Linked DNA regions of Capra hircus: region 2 is linked to region 1. A link is a contact called in public Hi-C data. All regions are on one chromosome and are shown on one strand. Each heading gives the region's core, a stretch centred on a gene start, on an enhancer-like site or on the middle of the called end of the contact. The rest is flanking DNA. Distances are from core to core; before and after follow the strand shown. Region 1 has its middle 8.3 kb from the start of MAP1S. Region 2 overlaps FCHO1 (F-BAR domain only protein 1).

What was found. A called contact is a pair of places that touch in the nucleus more often than the background predicts.
Region 2: a contact with region 1 is called in a Hi-C map of blood, with 4 times the contacts expected there. The contact joins two enhancer-like sites. A contact is called at or near these places in 3 of 5 Hi-C or Micro-C datasets (all in blood).

Annotation. Positions count from the first base shown.
Region 1 is chr7:103,332,173-103,337,626 of ARS1.2, reverse strand. No RefSeq gene overlaps it. Among named protein-coding and RNA genes, the nearest start is that of MAP1S, 8.3 kb to the left of the region's middle. Within about 2 kb of position 1,991, at least 1 of the 5 cell types and tissues checked has an H3K27ac peak or open chromatin away from gene starts, as enhancers often do.
Region 2 is chr7:103,399,707-103,404,858 of ARS1.2, reverse strand. It overlaps FCHO1 (F-BAR domain only protein 1), which reads right to left. Exons shown (of 28, transcript XM_018051400.1): 7 at 5,113-5,152; 8 at 4,789-4,893; 9 at 3,643-3,741; 10 at 3,460-3,556; 11 at 1,824-1,868; 12 at 1,630-1,708; 13 at 612-636; 14 at 181-238. Among named protein-coding and RNA genes, the nearest start is that of B3GNT3, 16 kb to the left of the region's middle. Within about 2 kb of position 1,733, at least 2 of the 5 cell types and tissues checked have an H3K27ac peak or open chromatin away from gene starts, as enhancers often do.

The sequences.
Region 1 (5,454 bases), core at 742-3,241:
AGCCACTCCCCCAAATTCCCCAATTAGTGCAAAGATGCCCCCAGAAATGGTGATTCCCTCCTCCTCTTAGCAGCTCAGGGTCCCACCAAGCTCCGCCCCCATGGGGGGCTGGACAAGACAGCCCACTTTGGACACTTACCAGAGGCTCGCAGACATGAATGCCCATCCCTTCCTCTCCCTCGGGCCACTCCAAATCCTACCTCAGTGTGGGCCCTAGATAGAGGATGAGTAGGGAGGGAGGTGCCAGGCTGGCGTGGCTTGGATCCCTGGGGGCTGCAGAGGATCGTGTAGGGGAACCATGAGTCACTGTGGAGCACATCCTCAACGTCATCCTCACAAAAGACCAGTCCCCCTTCCCCGCCCCATTCCACACACATGTATGCCAGACCGGTAGCAAGGGAGTCTTGGTCCCGACCTCAGGAGCTTCTAGCTCAGGGCTCCCAAAAGTGTTACCAAACTGGACTCAGGTCCTCTCACCCAATGCGCTGCAAAGCCAGTCAACTGATACCAGTTGTGGTGAAGGAAAGTGCAGCAATCCTTTGCACAGTGCCAAGTACGGCGAGAAGGTAGCTAAAGTGCCAAAGGTGTCCAACCTCTGATGGCTTCCAGGAAAGGGTGGTGAGGGTCACAGGGTGTATGACCATGTCATGGACATTTTTCCGATTGGTTGGTGATGAGTTAACAGGGTAATCAATCTTCTGCCTCCAACCAGTTTAGGCTCTATATGTTTGAGGTCAGCAGTTTCCATCTGGTGGGGTCCTGGTTTTTGCAAAAACAGCATAAGAATATGTGTCAGAAGGCACATAGCCTTGAGGGGTAACCTCAAGGATAAACTAGGGGTTTTGTGACTCTTTTTTCTGGTGGACCTATTTAATTTGCTATTACTTTCCCAGTTGACTGCTTCATTTTTGTTCCTGATTTTCCACTTCTCCAGTCATCAATTGCTTGAGTCTGCTCTCTCGGAAGGCCTAAGAAGCTAAAAGCTTTTTTCTACAAGCAAGAAGTGGGGAACACAGATGTCTGTCACTGGCAAGGCCCCACAGGGCGTGTTTCTGTTTCAGAGGGTGGAGAGCTCCCGAATCTCTGGTACCAGATTAATTCATTAATTATACCAGTCGATATTTATTTCTTTTTAAATTTTATTTTATCTTCGGCTGCGCGGGATCTTTGTCGCTGCACGCAGCCTTTCTTTAGTTGTGAAAACGGGGCTACTCTCTAGTCGTGGTGTGCCGGCTTGTCATTGTGTTGGCTTGTCTTGTTGCGGAGCATGGGTTCTAGGCCACCACAGGCTTCAGTGGCTGCCGAAACGCGGGCTCGAGATCCCTCAGGCTTCAGTAGCTGAGGTGCGCTGGGCTTGGTTGCTCTGCTGGCATGTGGAATCTTCCCAGACCAGGGATCAAATGCGTGTCCCCTGCTTTGGCACGCGGATTCTTAACCACTGGTCCACCAGGGAAGTCCGACATATATTGCTTGAGCTCCTTCTGTATGCTGCTGGGCAATGGGGAGACAATGTTTTCTGAGCTGCAGCCCTAGCTTCTAAAGAACTTGCTGCCTGGTTGGGAAACAGACAAGAAAACTGGTATAAGAACAGAAGATGCTGAAGGCCCCAGGGGCGTTCTCCAACCAGCCTTGGGCATCAGGGCTTTCCCAGACGAGGGGACATTTCAGCTGGGAAGGTTAGAGAAAGCAGCCTATACAGGAGAGAGGAGGAGGTGTTTCTGGCAATGGGAACAGTGCGTGCAGAAGCCTGCACAAAGGTGTGTCAGAGGAATTAAAGACATCTTACTGAGGCACGGTTTGGAGGCAGATGCTAGAGGAGGAGGGAAGATTGGGAGCCAATCACCGCGCAAGGAGAGCCTTGCGGCCAGAGCTTTCGAAGTACGTCCTCCAATTCGCTACCAGCTGTTGTATGAAGTACTGCTCTAGCGGTTACACCCCGCGGATCCAATCAGCGCCGGCCACCAGGGCGTGGTCAGGGGCGGGGCTGCATCCTGGCTGGCACGCAGGTCCAGGGCGGGAGGCGACCTGCCTTGTGGATTGCAGTCCGGGGAGGAGAACTGGGATTGGAGGAGACATAGAGGAGTCCTGACCTAGTTTCCCACCATCGTCCAGATCTGGAACCCCAAACTGCGCCGTGCCCGACATCCATACGCTTTCCAAATCAAACGGTCGCCATGGTATCCGCATCTCCCGTTCCACTGAAGACGCCGCCGTGTAACACAAGGCTGAAGACGACACAGGGGTCAAGGGTGCCGACCGCATGAGGGGGTCTGGTGAAGTGCAAACTCCAGCTATGTCCCTCCTCGGCTCTTTGACTTCCCTGTGCCTCAGTTTCCCCGTCGCTTGAACCTGTATCGAAACAGCCGCACCCAGTAGAGGCGCTGTTGGGATTAAAGGAGTTAAAACACTCCCAGCTCGAAGCAGAAGCTCCACGTGCTAAATGCGCATCGGGTTAATTATTCTTGTAATTTATCATTTTGCTTTGGAAATCTACTGGCCACAGGCAACCCTCTCAAGTAGACAACTGCCGGCGATCTGCTTGGGGTCTTCTCAGGGAGAGCATTCCCAACCCAGGCCTCTTTCCAGATGGATCGATTTTAACCACAATAAAGGTGGCATCCTGTTCTTAAACATAATAAAACATGGGTTCATTTGGGCTTGGCGTTCCCCTTTTGCATTCTAGAGCCCAAGTGTTTATGCATCTGGGTCTCAAACATTTTCAAAGGATTCTCGGGTGCCCTGGGCACCCGGACTCATACAGACCTGCCTGACAGTGCCTTAATGGTAGTCTTAGAGGCATGGCTTCGGGTCCAGCTGTGCCTCCTACTGTCAGCAGTTTGGGCACATGTTTTGGCATTTCTGATCAGTTTCCCACCTGTCAAAGATAACATCACTGAAGCCCCTTTGTCGAGTGTTCTCAGCCCTCTCCCTTGGCTGGGCGGGAGTCCATGGGGTCTTCAGCCAGTCTGGGGCGGAGAAGCAGGTCTCGGAAGGCTGGCATGAATGAGGGTGCACGTCTGAGTTGGGGCGTGTCTTGACTGGGGCAGTGGGGGCAGCAGGGGCCTGGAGACTGGAAAAGGCAGAGGCTTTGGGTTCCTGCTGGTTCCTTCCCTGAGCTGGATCCAGGCCCGAGGGTGGATGAGCCTCCCAAACTCTTGAGATTTTCACTTTGGACATAAAAAGCATCTCGACTCCAAGAGTCACTCCTTTACGCCTTGATTTAATGGAACCGAAGCATAAACGAGTAATGGAATGATTGTACACACCTGCGGAATGGAAATTATTGTATGCACCCGGGAAGATGGCGCATAAGAAAGGTAAGCAAGAACTCAGTAATTGTTGAGAGGGAGCCCTTGCTTTAAAAAACAAACGAACGAAAACTATCATTTTAGAGGATTTGGGAGTGTAGGTGTTAAGCGCTGCAGCTGAATTCCCTGGGTTTAAACCCCAACTCTGTCACTTCCTAGCTGCGTGAATTTGGGTATGTGACTTAAAATTTTTGTTCTGTTTCCCTGCCCATATAATCAACTTGGAGATTAAAGGAGTGAACATTTGTAGAGTTTTGCCCAGCACCTGGCACACTGAAGGAACTTGCTAAATAAAGTAATCCTCTGGAGCTGGTACCTCACTCCAGGTGACCCCCAACCGTGGGCATCAGCCGTTGGCCCAGTGCTGCCCCCTGCTGGTCACTCTGGGGACTTTAGACTGAGTCCCGCCTCTGAGGCCGGAGCCCCGCCTGGCCAGTCCCATGGCTTTGCCCCTTTCGAGGCCTCACTCTCTTGGCCAGTTCAATCGCTGTCTTGTATTATTAGCCTCCTTAGGCCAATCCATCATAGCTCATAACCGAGGCATAAAGGAGTAATGGGGTGAGCTATGAGGGAGCGCGTCCTCCCTTTGCCTAACCCTTTGGTTAGGACCTTTGTCCTCAATGTCTCTGCTTTTCAATATGCTGTCTAGGTTGGTCATAGCTTTTCTTCCAAGGAGCAAGTGACTTTTAATTTCATGGCTGCAGTCACCATCTGCAGTGATTTTGGAGCCCAATAAAATAGTCTCTCACTGTTTCCAGTATTTCTCCATCTATTTGCCATGAAGTGACGGGACCAGATGCCATGATCTTCGTTTTTTGAATTGAGTTTTAAGCAAACTTGTTCACTCTCCTCTTTCACTTCCTTTTGAAAGTTTAAGTTGCTTTTGAACTGTGGTGTTGGAGAAGACTCTTGAGAGTTCCTTGAGAGCAAGAAGATCAAATCAGTTAATCCTAAAGGAAATCAGTCCTGAATACTCATTTAAGAACTGATGCTGAAGCTGAAGCTCCAATACTTTGGCCACCTGATGCAAAGAACTGACTCACTGGGAAAGACCCTGGTGCTGGGAAAGATCGAGAGCAGGAGGAGAAGGCAATGACAGAGGGTGAGATGATTGGATGGTATCATTGACTCGATGGACATGAGTTTGAGCAAGCTCCGGGAGTTGGTGATGGACAGGGAAGCCTGGTGTGCTGCAGTCCATGGGACTGCAAAGAGTTGGACACGATTGAGTGACTGAACTTTCATCAAGAGGCTCTTTAGTTTTTCTTTGCTTTCTGCCATAAGGATGGTGTCATCTGTGTATCTGAGGTTATTGATATAATATTTGCTATGCTGTCTGCTAGGAATGCCCTTCCTCCAGTTCTTCAGTGCCTAGGGAGACCTCTTCACTCTCTGGCTTCCTCTCTTCCAGGACACCTTTCCCAGTGTACCAATCAGAGCCTCCTTCCTCCTTAGTCATCTCTCAGCACTGACTGCAGAGATCGGGTTCTTCGGCCCCACATCTTTCTCCCGGACCCCAGGCAGGATCTATCCCCTCCCCAGGCCTTGGACATGGCGTGGACATGGGTGTGGATCCAGGCTGTGTTTTTTGAATGAATGAGTGATTACATGAACATCTGTGTTGCATAAACAGCCTATTCCGAGAGTTGGTCCAATCTTACTTTATATCCCAGCCTTGTCTCCCCAATATCTCAGGAACTCAGTCTTCCTATTTGTGAAATGAGCACAGTACTGCACCCACCTCAGGTTGCAGAGGATTAAGGGAAATAGGATATGTCAGGCACCCAGCACATTGACAAACACACAGTGGGCCTTCAGGAACCACATGAGCTCTCTTGTCCTCTCCAATTATGAGAAATAATTAAGAGAAACTTGGCCTCAGGACTCATGTCCTACCTCATCTATTGCAGTACCCCCCTGTTCCTGACCTGCCCCAGGACAAGGCCGTTGATAACAGAACTGTCAGAGGAAGAGGAGGATTTGTTCCACAGGACAGTCCCAAGGGCTCTGAATTCCATGTCCCCCACATATAACATTGCTTGCTACCCTGATTACAGGGACTGGAGTCACAGACAGACAAACAGCTGGACGGTGGAAGCCTGAGTTTGATGTAGAAGCCAGGCAGCCCTTTACCCTCTGTCTGCAC
Region 2 (5,152 bases), core at 484-2,983, 67 kb before region 1:
CTGTTGCTCAGCTCTGACCCCGCAGGGTGAGTGTCTGTATTTGAATCTGCTTGCTTCACAACTGGAGGCTCCACCAAGCATGCAGGCAGAGAGGGTTTGCTAATGGTGGGTGGATCCCTGTGGATGGAGCTTTGTCCTTGCTGTGCCAACAGCTGCCCCCAGAGGGCGCCAGGAGGATATTGTTCTGGGTGACATCAGGCCTGACGGTGAAACCTTCCTCATCCACCTCTGGACAAGTCTGGGGAGGGACAAGCAAGCAATGCGTTAGCCTCTCCAGTACCAAACCTCCCATCTCACCCTGCCATGCCCGCCTCCCACCTCTGGGCCCTGACTCAGATCAAAAAAGAACCCCAGTGGCAATAACTATCTTCCCGCGGTGTGTGGGCAGGTTCTTAAAGGAAGAGAACACGCCACTACCTGTCCTGAGGGGCAAACTGAAGCGAAAGGAGGATATTGGTCCCTCCCACATCATCCATGGGGGTTTGCAGCCAATGTGGGACTGGAACCTGGTCCCTAAGCCGTGTGACCTCTAGCCCCTTGAGCTCCAGGCGTGGTTTCCAGACATGGGAGTGGGGAGCAAGGCAGGACTGGGCCCCTCCCATGGCACTTACCCCTAAATCAGGTTCCAGGGAATCTCTGCGGATGGAGAAGCAGATGTCAGTGTCTGCTCCGCCACCTCCTCTGGCCCTCCGCTCCACCCCCAACACCAGATGCAGAACCTGCAGGCAGTCCCCTGGGCGGCTCTGTGGTCCTGGGCCAGCCCTGCAGGTGCGGCAACCTTGGGGCTAGCTTGGGGCTGGGGCCAGTGAGTCTGAGTTAGCTGAGTGTGGGGCATTCTCAAACAGCTTGGAAGGGGAGGGACTTGGAAATCAGTCTGAATGTAGGGCTCACCTTGGCAGGAAAATAACAGGGCCAGCCTTGGCAAAGAGAAGAATTCTGGGCTAGCCTGGGCAAGGCTAACCCTGGTCTAGCCAGGGAGACCACGGGTATAGGGAAGAATTTGGTACTAGTTTGGGCAGAGAGACTCGTGGGCTCATCTTGACAATGGTAGAATTACCAGGCTAGATGAGATGAGGGAAACAGCAAGTCTAGCCCTGCCAGGGAGAAATCCCAGGCCAGCCAGGGCAGGGGTAATCCTGGATGGGTCTGCAACAGGCCGCCCCTGGTCTAGTCTTGGCAAAAGGAGAATTCTGGATGACCTTGTGTGTGTGCTAAGTCACTTCGCTCGTGTCCAACTCTGTGTGGCCCTATGGACTGTAGCCTGCCAGGCTCCTCTGTCCATGGGATTCTCCAGGCAAGAATACTAGAGTGGGTTGCCATGCCTTCCTCCAGGGGATCTTCCCCACCCAGGGGTTGAGTCCATATCTCTTAAGTCTCCTGCATTGGCAGGTGGGTTCTTTGCCACTAGTACCATCTGGGTAGCCCCCTGGACTAGTTTGGGCACTGGTAATACTGAGCTAGCCTGGACAGAAGTGCTTCTGGGCTGGCCTGGGTAGAAGGGATCCTGGGCTAGCCTGGAATGGAAATTCTCTTGGGCTACCCTAAGCATGGGACTTCCAGGAGAGCCTAGGAATGAGGAGGGATCCTGGGTTAGCCTGGGCCAGGGCTGGGGCTGGGATGCTTCCTCACACAGCTGTAGGTGGCTCCCGCTCCCGCCGGCTCAGTCCTGGGAGGCGAAAGGCCTTGGCTCCACGCAAACGTTTCATTGCTGAGAACAGATGAAGGGGTGCAGATGAGCCCTGGGTGGGGGTCCCCTTCCCATTCAGATCTGCCTCCCTCATCCCCATGGTCCAGCCTGGGCATCCAGGCCCAGACGTACTTGCCTTCCTGCAGGGTAGCCGCTCTGTACGCCTCAAAGTCCAAAGGCCCTGGGACAGAAATAATTGAGACACTCAGCCAGGCAGGGGGACTGGGCCTGGGAAGGGTAGCAATATACCTTTGGTCACACAATGGCACCTGGGTCTGAGCGTAAGGTGAGTCAGGGTCCAAGGCGTGAGCCAAGATGCTGAACCAGTCTCGGAGATAGTCATGCGTGGGATGGGCCAAGGGTTCTTGGTCTTGCCTTGGATGGTGCCACCTTGGGATGGACTGGAGGGACTGCCTGAGTTACTTCTACTTCCAGAATTTCTGGGTAGAACTTGGGTGGGTCAGAGGATGGATCATAAATGTCAGTGCAGTGGGCTGAGCCTTAAGTCCCAGGATGAGGACCTGGGACTCTCTCCCAAGGGTGATGGGAAACCACAGAGGTTATGTGAGCAAGAGCAGGGCATGAGAAATCTGGAGCCAGTGAAAAACAAGAATGGAGGTTCACACAATGAGAAGTAGCCTGAGCTGGTGCTGAGCTATAGAGACGGGAGGGAGAAAAGACAGACCCTAGTGGTTGTCTAGACCTAAGGATGTAAACAGCATTTACCAAAGTACCTACTGTGTGCCAAGCACACATTTTGTCCTTTATTTGCATCAAATTAGTGAACCCTGAATATTCATTGGAAGGGCTGATGCTGAAGCTCCAATACTTTGGCCACCTGATGCAAAGAGCTGACCCACTGGAATAGACCCTGATGCTGGGAAAGACTGAGGGCAAGCGAAGGAGCCAACAGAGGATGAGACGGTTGGATGGCATCTCTGACTCAGTGATGTCCATTGAGTTTGAGCAAACTCAGTGAAGGACAGGGAAGCCTGGCGTGCTGCAGTTCATTGGGTTGCAAAGAGTCAGACAAAACTTAGCGACTGAACAACAGTAACAGTGAACTTTCACAACACCATTAGTTGGGCGCTATCATCCCTACTTTACAGAAGAGGAAACTAAAACTCAAGAGAAGGCAAGACAGATGCCCAAGGTGACACAATGAGTAACAAGGGAAAGATGCAAACCCAGATGTGACCCTAAAACTTGGGCTCTCAATTCTTCCTTGACCCTGTAATCTGGGACATTTTCAAATGGGCCTTTTGCTCAATAATCCTCAGTGGCTCCCTTGAGCCCTCAGGGAAACAGTTGAAAGGCTGACCCTGGCATTCAAGACCTCTCTGGTATCTAGTGGTAAGAGGTTTATCTGTAAGATTAGGCATCAAGTTCTCTTCCTCTGTAGGTTGCTGAGTTAGATTTGTCTTCAGTCCATTTTTTAAAAAGATTATTTTTAAAAATGTGGACTACTTTAAAAGTCTTTTATTGAATTTGTTACAATACTGTTTCTGTCTTCTGCTTTGGTTTTTTGACTGCAAGGCATGTGGGAGTTCCCTGACCAGGAACTGAATCTGCACCCCCTGCACGGGAAGAAGCCAGCCCCTGGACCACCAGGGAAGTTTCATCCATCCATTTTGCTTTTCTTTTTTTTTAACCCCATTTTTCTGGTGAGGAAAATGAAGCCCAGGGAGGTTCATTCTCTAGGCTCTTGAATCCCGTTCCTTCCCCATAGCTGTGGCTCCACAGCCCAACTCCCATGGATGCCCCAGACTCACCAGGCTTCTCCTGGCCTGTGCCTTTGCTCTCTGCAAACTTCCTCAGCAGCATCTCCACGCTGACGTTTTCTACGTTCTGCTTAAACTCCTCATGCACCTGGGCCAGGAGGACGGAGTCTGTAACCAGGCAGGGCCTTCTTGCCCAGCACCCCAACCTCATTCCCCACCCCCAACACCACTCACCTGCCCAATTTGCACATGGGTGTCCTCCACTGAGTGGGCGTAAGAGCCCATCAGTGCCTTCATTTGCCGCAGGTGGGTCTCTTCCATGGCTTGGAAGCGCTGAGGCAGGAGGGGAGGAGCAAAATGGGAAGGCGTGGCTAGTGACCCCACCTGACCAATCAGAATGTTCCAACCCCCTGGCCTCAGTGATTGATTTGGGTAAGAGCTCTGGGACTTTTGCTGGAATCATAGAAAAAACACTTATCCTGACTCAATGAGCTGGTAGATAAATGGGGCCGCTGCTGGTGGCTACTTTGTAACACACACACACACACACACACACACACACACACACACACACACACACACACACACACTGAGACACTGAGGAGGGTATGTCTGCCTGGGAATGAAGCCCTCAGGGAGAAAAACAGATTTGAGAAGCAAAGAGGCACAACTTCCTGCCAACACCATTTGGGCACCTGGATCCAGCCAGGCCTGAAGCTCTGCCCCACCCTGAACTTTTCAGTTCCCTGAGCCTGTAAGTCTCCTTGTCAGTTTGAACAAAGATTTCTATTGCTTGCAACTTTCTATCACTATAAAATCGAAGGAAAAAAAATCTAATTCTTAATCCTGAGCTCCCAATCTGCTTTTTAAACCTTTGAGTAGACAGAGACCCAGAGAGGTGCAGTGCCTGGCCAAAGGTTGCACAGCTGGTGATGGACAGAGGCTAGACCAGGAATCCAGGCTTTTCAGTCACCATGACATGTCAGGAGACTCTTGGCTTCTAAATCCTGCCCCATCTTGTTGAAAAACCTCATCAATAATAATAATAATACATCATATAGAGTGGTTTCTATGCACCTGGTACTAGTCTGAAAATTTCATATATGGTGACTCATTTAATCTTCACAAGTCTATGAGGCAGGTAGTATTACTGTCCCCATAATTTTACAAATGGTGAAATTAAGGCACAGAACTGATTTGGTCTTTGAAATAATAATAACATCAACAACAACAACAAGAGCTAACTGGCTCTAGAATTTTACAGTTTTGGCCTGTGATTCGAAGGCTTCTGGGAGTTGAGGGTTTGGAAGGCTCTGGACTTCTGAGGCCCATAGCATCCTGGGCCCAGGAATGTGTAGGTCTCCAAGGCCCAGTTCCTACCAGAGCTGAGTCCAGCATTTTCTGCTCAAAGTCAGAGCGGGCTGAGTTGTATTTCTCCACCAAACGCCGCAGGCTCTCTGCTGCCTTCCTGGTCTTGGTCTCCGCCTAGTAGACACAGGGAGGGGACGGGGCTGGGAAACTCTCCCTGGCCCCATCCCCAGCACGTAGACTCCCGGGGTGCCCAGGGTGTGGTCACGCAGGTTCAACGACCATGGCTCTGTGCTATGCTTTCACGCTCCCATCAGGCAGCCCCGCCACCTCTCGGCAAACCCCTCGGGTCTGTGTGGGCCAGTGGTGGCTGGGGACCCGCAGCTGTGCACCCACCTTGTCCATCTCCTTCTGGCTGGTGCTCTCCCTCCGCAGC